Regions from separate parts of the Sus scrofa genome. Here region 2 is linked to region 1. The links are chromatin contacts, called in public HiChIP or PLAC-seq maps. All regions are on one chromosome and are shown on one strand. The core of a region is the stretch at or near the end of the contact, and the rest is flanking DNA. Distances in the headings are between cores, read along the strand shown. Region 1 overlaps WIPI1 (WD repeat domain, phosphoinositide interacting 1). Region 2 overlaps RGS9 (regulator of G-protein signaling 9).

Region 1 (3,575 bases), core at 612-3,111:
GACACTTAGGTTGTTTCCATGTCTTGGCTATTGTAAATAATGCTGCAATGAACAGAAGGACACAGATATCTTTTGGAGTTCGTGTTTTCATTTCCTTTGGATAAATATCCAGAGGTGGAATTGCCCAACCCTAAGGTGGTTCTATTTTTAGTTTTCTGAGGAAGCTCCATACAGTTTTCCGTGGTGGCGGCACCGATGGACATTCCCACCAACGGTGCCTGCGGGTTCCCGTTTCTCCACACCCTTGTCATCACTTCTTATCTCTGGCCTTTTTGATAAGAGCCATTCTCACAGGTGCGAGGTGACCTTCAGCACTTTATGGTAAAATGCAAATTGCCCAGAAAGGAAGAAAGCTTATACTTCCTCAGCGGACCCAGAACTTTCTGTAAAACCTAATAGAGGATGAGATGACACCGGATTCTGACAAGAAGACGCAAGGATGAGGGCGACACTTAGCTGACAGTGTCGTCTCTGGGCCTGCGCCTCTGCCAGCACCTCTGAATGTAGCCAAGGGGTCCTGCACACCAAGCCGTGCAGACTGAACAAAGGGCCCCAGAAAAGCATAATCTGAGCTCCTCTAGCTGCCTATAGTCCAGCTCGCAGACAAATCCAACCAGCTCCAACCATCACCTTTATTTCTTGGGAAGCGCCTTAGGAAAGAAGGAAGGCTTTGCTACAGACTTAAACATTATTGTGCTACTAGTCTTCTGTTTCTGTCACAAGTGTCACACGAAACCCTTTTTAGGAAGGGAAGTGAACTTTTTCTTGGACATTATTTTATGACATAAAAGTGATGAGGATTCAGGTTCGAACCCTGGCCTCGCTCGGTGGGCTATGGATTCAGTGTTGCCGCAAACTGTGGTGTGGGTTACAGGTGCAGCTCGGATCTGCTGTTGCTGTGATTGTGGTTGAAGCTGCAGCTCAGATTCAACTCCCAGCTTGGGAACTTCCCTATGCCATGTGTGCGGCCCTAAAAAGAAAAAAAAAAAAAAAAGTGGTAGTGTAGAAATTTTGCAGAGTCTGGAAAATATAAAGAAAAAAAAATTCTCCCCCGCAATTCTAAAACCCAGGGGCTTTTCATTATGCTCAATATTTGAGTATATTTTCCTCCAGCCTTTTTTTTTTTTTTCTTCAGTGTAAGGAGTTAGGTTTTGATGTGGCTTTTGGACTTTCAACTTGACACACGTTTTCATAAATCATAGTCAGCTATAATTTTACCAAAATTGTTTTGGCTGGAATTCTTCTGCAGCTGGGAAAGGAATGCCTGCTTTTCATTCAAGAACCAACGGCATCGTTGGCTGGAATGAGAAGGAAGTCCCGTGGTTCTAAATCATTCTTACCTTGGTATTTAGAGCATTACATGTCAAACTTTAAGCAAGTTAGCAGTGATTTATAAAATGTGGTTCCCTCTGGGTTGATTAAGGTCTCAGAATATGCTTTCTGATTTTTAGAAATAGAAAGAAATTGTCTCTGTACACATGCATGCTCTATGCTACTAAAAATGAGATGCTGACCCCACCTGCATGACGTTTTCGGAGAGAGCACCCACAGGAGAATACCCAGCAATTCTGTTCGATTACACACATTGCTGTGCAGTATAGACTGCTTCCTCAGTGTTCCCTAAAAGTCTGCAAACGACAGCATCCCTGAGTTCTGCAGTTGGCAGAATGTTTTTTTTTTCTTCTTCTTTTTTTTTTTTTTTTTTTAATGGAGATTTCCTCCCTCAACTGCTCAGGCCACAGACTGCTGTGCTAGCAGGAAATTAACTTCGAGCCCCGACTGGCCCAAGTCTTTAAAGGAAACAGCCTGCCGTCTTTGACACAACAGGAATGGGCAGGACACAAACAGACAAAAGGAAGGAAATTTACAGCCGCATTTGGTACTGAGCATGAAGCCATGGCAGACTCTGTGTAGATTGTGGTGTGTAGTTCACTGACTCAGAATACATTGAGAATTTGTGAGACTGAGCCGATCAGATAAGTGACTCCATCTCCTGTGTACCCAGGAAGGAACCATTGGATCAAGACTCAGAGTTTCCATCTTATTTTTTTCATTTGTTTGGTTGGGTTTTTCTGTTTGTTTGGTTTTTTGTTGGTGTGTGTGGTGTGTGTGTGTGTGTGTGTGTGTGTGTGTGTGTGTGTGTGTGTGTGTTTCTTGGCTGTGCCTGCAGCATGCAGAACTTCCGGGGCCAGGGATTGAACCTGCACCACAGCAGCTGCACAGCACCGCTGCAAAGACAATGCCAAATCCTTAACCTGCTGAGCCACAAGGGAACTCCTCCATCTAATATATTTTGTTCAGAAAATAAATGAGAAGATGGGAACAAATAAAGGAGACTCCTGGCCTCTGAGGACACACACACACACACACACACACACACACACACACACATATATTTTTGCTTTTTTAGGGCCATACCCGTGGCATATGGAGCTTCCCAGCCTAGGGGTCCTCAGAGCTACAGCTGCTGGCCTACACCACAGCCACAGCAACTCAGGATCCAAGCCGAGGCTAGGATCTACACCATAGCTTACGGCAATGCTGGATCCTTAATCCACTGAGCGAGTCCAGGGATTGAACTCTTGGTTCCCAGTCAGATTCATTTCTGCTGCGCCATGACAGGAACTCCTCTGAGGATCTTATCTTCATGGTTTTGGCCGCTCAGAGGCTGCAGCCAGTTTTTTTTTTTCTTTTTTTCTTTTTTAAAATTACAGTACAGTTGATTTACAGTGTTGTGCTAATTTCTGCTATACAGCAAAGTGACCCAGTTATACATTTATATACATTCTTTTTCTCATATTAGCATCCATCATACTCTATCCCAAGAGACTGGATAGAGTTCCCTGTGCTGTACAGTAGGACCTCACTGCTGATCCTGCTGGCAGTTCTGGAGCGGGGCCCCGGCCATGTCACTACAGTGAAACTTTGACCCATTTCGGGGCTGCCTGCCCTCCCGGCGGGAGGCGGAAGGGATGAGGGAGCTGACTGCCTGCCTGTGCTCCCAGACCTGCCCCTGGCACCCCCACCCCCACACTCCACGCCCCCAGTGAATCCTCCCCGTAATAACTGTGGGGTGGATGTGATCACCTCCGTTTTACCAAAGTAGCAACTGCTCAGGGGAAGTTGAGGGGCTCATTACAAATGTCAGGATTTGAGAAGATCCCGGGCTTTCTCGCCCAAGAACATCCAAAGTCCTCCTCTTTCGGAAGGAAATGCTAAATCTATCCCCAGACCCACTCGGGAGGGTTTGTCTGAGACAGAGAGAACATGTCCCATTGTTTCTAATTGTTCTTGGTTGAAAAGGATTCCCCTTAGAAAGAGTATAAATTCTTTGTAACAGAATCCCCACACAGCCCCGCACGCTCAAATCTCCTTTCCCTCCCTGTTTAAAGTGCAAAAAATTGAGTCAGTCAGTGAGTTTTCTGGGCTAAGACGAACAGCGGTATTTGCTAAAAATTAAGAAGAGACGGGCTTTTGGCAGGAGGAACAGGCCCGTCCTGTAGGCGGGCAGCACGGTCCCCAGCCTGAGCCGGCAGAGGGGGGCGCTCAGGGTGGAGGTGCCCCATCGAGAGGCC
Region 2 (3,575 bases), core at 319-2,818, 320 kb before region 1:
AACACTACTGAGGGCAAAGGCTGCAATTGCCCTGGGCCTGTGCCCAGCGGGCGGCTCCATAGACACCCTCCTTCCAAGCGCCCAGGCCCCCAGACGAAAATTCCTGTGGACCAGTGCTCTCCAACTAGGGGGATCCTAAGCGGACAAACAGCCTCTCAGTCTGTCGCACCTGCTCTGGGCTCCACGGGGCGCTGTCCTTGCAAACCAGCCGCCCGCACACTCACTGCAGGTCTGTCTGGTGTGGTCTGACTTTGACCTGAGATGTTTATTTCTGGGGCCATGAACTCAGGCTTCAGGTTTTTTTTACGTTTTATGTTTTATTTCACTTCTTGACTTTATTATCTTTCTAGAGCTCTGAGTTGGTTTTCTGATTTTCAAAATTATCAGCTGCCTTCTGGGAATCAGGCTGCAGCGGATTGGGTTGGGTCTAGGAGCTTGCCCTAGAGCATCCTGGATTGTCCACATGGATTTTAGCATTTATTTCTAGCTTTAAAAATGGCTGTTCATGAGACCTGCTTCCCATAGACTGACAAACAGGGTGTCTCTGTCCTTTTAGGAGTGTGCGTGTATGTGTATCTGGGCAGTGGGGGAGAGGGTTCTGGGCTTTTCTGAAAGACAGAGAGAGAATGTGATGGAGTCAGGGTAGTTTTAGGAAAGAGTATTGAGGAGTTCCTGCTGTGGTACAGTGGGTTAAGAACCCGAGTGCAGGGGCTCGGGTCACTGCAGAGATGTAGGTTCAAATCCCCGGCCTTGCTCAGTGGGTTAAAGGATCCGGAGTTACCAAAGCTGTGGCACAGTCGCAGCTGCAGCTTGAATTCTATCCCTGGCCTGGCCAGGGATCTTCCATATGCCCTGGGCGTGACCAAAAAAAAAAAAAAGTATTTTTTTTTTCTGATTTTGGGGTCAGAAAGGTCAAAATTGTGGTTTTGTCACTTATAGGCCACAGGACTTTGGATGAGTTATTTAGTATCTCAGAGCTTGTGTTTTCTCACTTGTAAAATGAAATAGAAAATGGGGGGACTGAGTGACATAACAGGACCTAAAAGACTGGCATAGAGCAGGGACCCAGTGCACCCTGGCTATGGATGAAGGTTCATATGCTGCTGAGAAGATGCTTCAGCCCAGTTGCAAGAAAAAATACAGGATGCCTGTGCAACACTGGGGACATATTCATACCAACAAGATTGATTCCCTGTTATCTGAAATTTAAATTTAACAGGGCACCCTGTATTGTATTTGTTAGATCTCACAGACCGACTCTTGATAATCTTATTACTCAGCCAAAAGCCCTAAGAAACAGTAAAGCAAAGTTACTAAAAACATGCCCACGCACATTTCTAAGCAACTCGAGGAATGCTGAAATGAGAAAGAAACCTTCCTTTCGCCCTAGCTTTCACGCACAAGCCCCAACTTTCTCAGCGCTTGGCGCTCCTGGAGGAAAGTCACTTCCTTGTCCTTCGCCCCAGTGACACACTTTGCTGCAGAAGGAGCACTCTCCCTAAGGGATCTTCAAATACTCTGCATTCCTGGGATTCTAACTTATTATTTTTCACTTGCAGCGTTGCCCAAATAGGGACACATCCAGCGCTTGTTTGCACAGCTCTGTGGTGACCAGCTGGCCAGCCCTGAGCCCCGGATGCAGGCTGCAGGCAATTGTTACAGGGCACGAGGGGGTCAGGGCTGTGCCCTGTGAGACCCCAGGGGTTACTACGGACAGGAGCGCGGGAGCCCAGGAGAGGAGCAAGGAGGGGCCCTGAGAACGGGTGGCCAGGAACCTCTGCGGATGCGCAGGCAAGGGCCGGGCCAGCCCCAGGGTGAAAGGCAAGGCGGGGAGGACCACGAGGAACTGGGGCTGGGAGCAGAGAGGGGGTCAAAAGCCAGAGACCCGGAAATTGCGTGCTGAGTGGTCAGTGCAGAGAGCTGACAGGAAAAGCGGGGGTTGTGTGGCGGCGGGGGGGGGGGGGGGGGGGGCGGCTGTCCACGGAGACAAGAATTCCGGGCTGTGGTCATCAAAGTAAGTCTCTGTCCTGCCACGTCCTCCTTCCTGATCAGGTGGAGGTGGGACTGACCCCACGGCTTCCAGAGCTCAGGGCAACTTGAAAATGCAGGGCTGCGGGTCCCAAAAGCCGTAGTCAGGGTTTTTTTTAGGACAACAAAGACATAACGCCATGTGTGGGGCCTGCTGGGCATGTGAGGACATGTCCCCTGCCAGGAAATCGAGCACGAGCACGGAGTGCAAGAGCCGAGGACGCGGTCTGGGAGGGGAGGTGTGTAAAGGAGAAGCTAAGGGACCCCTGGCCAGCCCAGCCCGGGCCATCGGCTCCCTCTCTCTGTTTCCGTTTTGTCCCCTGAAACACAGAACTGGGGAGTTCCCATTGTGGCTCAGTGAGTTAAGAACCTGACTAGTATCCATGAGGATGCAGGTTCGATCCCTGGCCTTGATCAATGGGTTAAGGATCCGGCGTTACCATGAGCTACGGTATAGGCCAGTGGCTACAGCTCCGAGTCGACCCCTAGCCTGGGAATGAATGAATGAATAAATAAATAAATACACAAATAAAAATTTTAAATGGAACCGATATGCCTTCTCTTATCAAGCTGCCGTGAGAACTGAGTGACATCCAACAGTTTCCAGAGGCCGAATCAGGGACATTAGGACACACAAGTGGGGTACGGAGCGGGCTCAGGCACCTGCAGCTGAGGTTCAAACCTGGCTTTCCCAGTCCCGAGACGTGTGTCCTGGAGGAGCTGCCTACACCTTCCACCTGCCTCCTCAGCTACGAAACAGAGACGCTGACAACACTGCTGCTGTGGGTCTTCCTCGAGCCCTGACCCTCGGGGCATTGTCCACAGGCCACCCTCTGAGCGCCACCCCAACTCCAGCCACGACTGGTCACAAAGGAGCCACAGGAAGAACGCTGTTTGTGCCCAGTTGGTGGGAGTGGGGCTGTCACTCACAGAAGGCTCCAGGCTGAGGGCTCTGCCAAGCACGGTGCTTAAGCCATATTTCTACCTTTCACCGGCCACCAGAGTAAACAGCGCTGTTCTCACCAGCTGGTGATGGACCAGGCAGGGAGGTTGAAATCCCTGTGTACCTTCCTCTCTCTGCCTCCAACCAGGGCAGACGTACGAGCGGGTATAAGGACGGAGGAAACTGGCTGAGTACGGCTCCCCAAAACAGGGTCTAGGGGCTATGGAGCCCCATAAAGCCTCTCTCTGGCAGCATGGTGACAGTTATAACAAGGATGCTGACTGTGGCGTGTCTACACACCAGATACCATTCTAGATGCTTCACATGAAAGACCCCTGAAGGAACTGCTGTTATTCCCATGTTATAGATGTGGAAGCCGAGGCTTTGAACGGCACACGAGCTTGTCCAGGACCACCCAGCCAGGGAGCAGCGGAGCTGGGATAACCCTGAGGTCGAAGCTCACTCCTGCACGCGGCACTGGCCCGCACCACAAAATGACCCTCGTCACCCTGTCCCAGTCGGGGATGGAGGGCCAGCCCTGGGCACCGCTGTCCACAGCCAGGCTGGGGCCTGGCCACCCACCCCGTCTCCTCACCTGAAGCCA

Evidence for each region. HiChIP or PLAC-seq counts read pairs in DNA pulled down with a chosen protein or histone mark.
Region 2: an H3K27ac HiChIP or PLAC-seq map of alveolar macrophages shows a contact between it and region 1. The contact joins two enhancer-like sites. A contact is called at or near these places in 2 of 47 Hi-C or Micro-C datasets (embryonic fibroblasts and liver) and 1 of 2 datasets of contacts at active chromatin or transcription factors (alveolar macrophages).

The regions. Positions count from the first base shown.
Region 1 is chr12:11,730,512-11,734,086 of Sscrofa11.1, reverse strand. The region is part of intron 4 of WIPI1 (WD repeat domain, phosphoinositide interacting 1); the gene reads right to left. Among named protein-coding and RNA genes, the nearest start is that of WIPI1, 17 kb to the right of the region's middle. Within about 2 kb of position 1,861, at least 9 of the 83 cell types and tissues checked have an H3K27ac peak or open chromatin away from gene starts, as enhancers often do. A contact at or near this core is called in alveolar macrophages, where this site is marked.
Region 2 is chr12:12,049,079-12,052,653 of Sscrofa11.1, reverse strand. All of the region lies in intron 9 of RGS9 (regulator of G-protein signaling 9), which reads right to left. Among named protein-coding and RNA genes, the nearest start is that of RGS9, 36 kb to the right of the region's middle. Within about 2 kb of position 1,568, at least 31 of the 83 cell types and tissues checked have an H3K27ac peak or open chromatin away from gene starts, as enhancers often do. A contact at or near this core is called in alveolar macrophages, where this site is marked.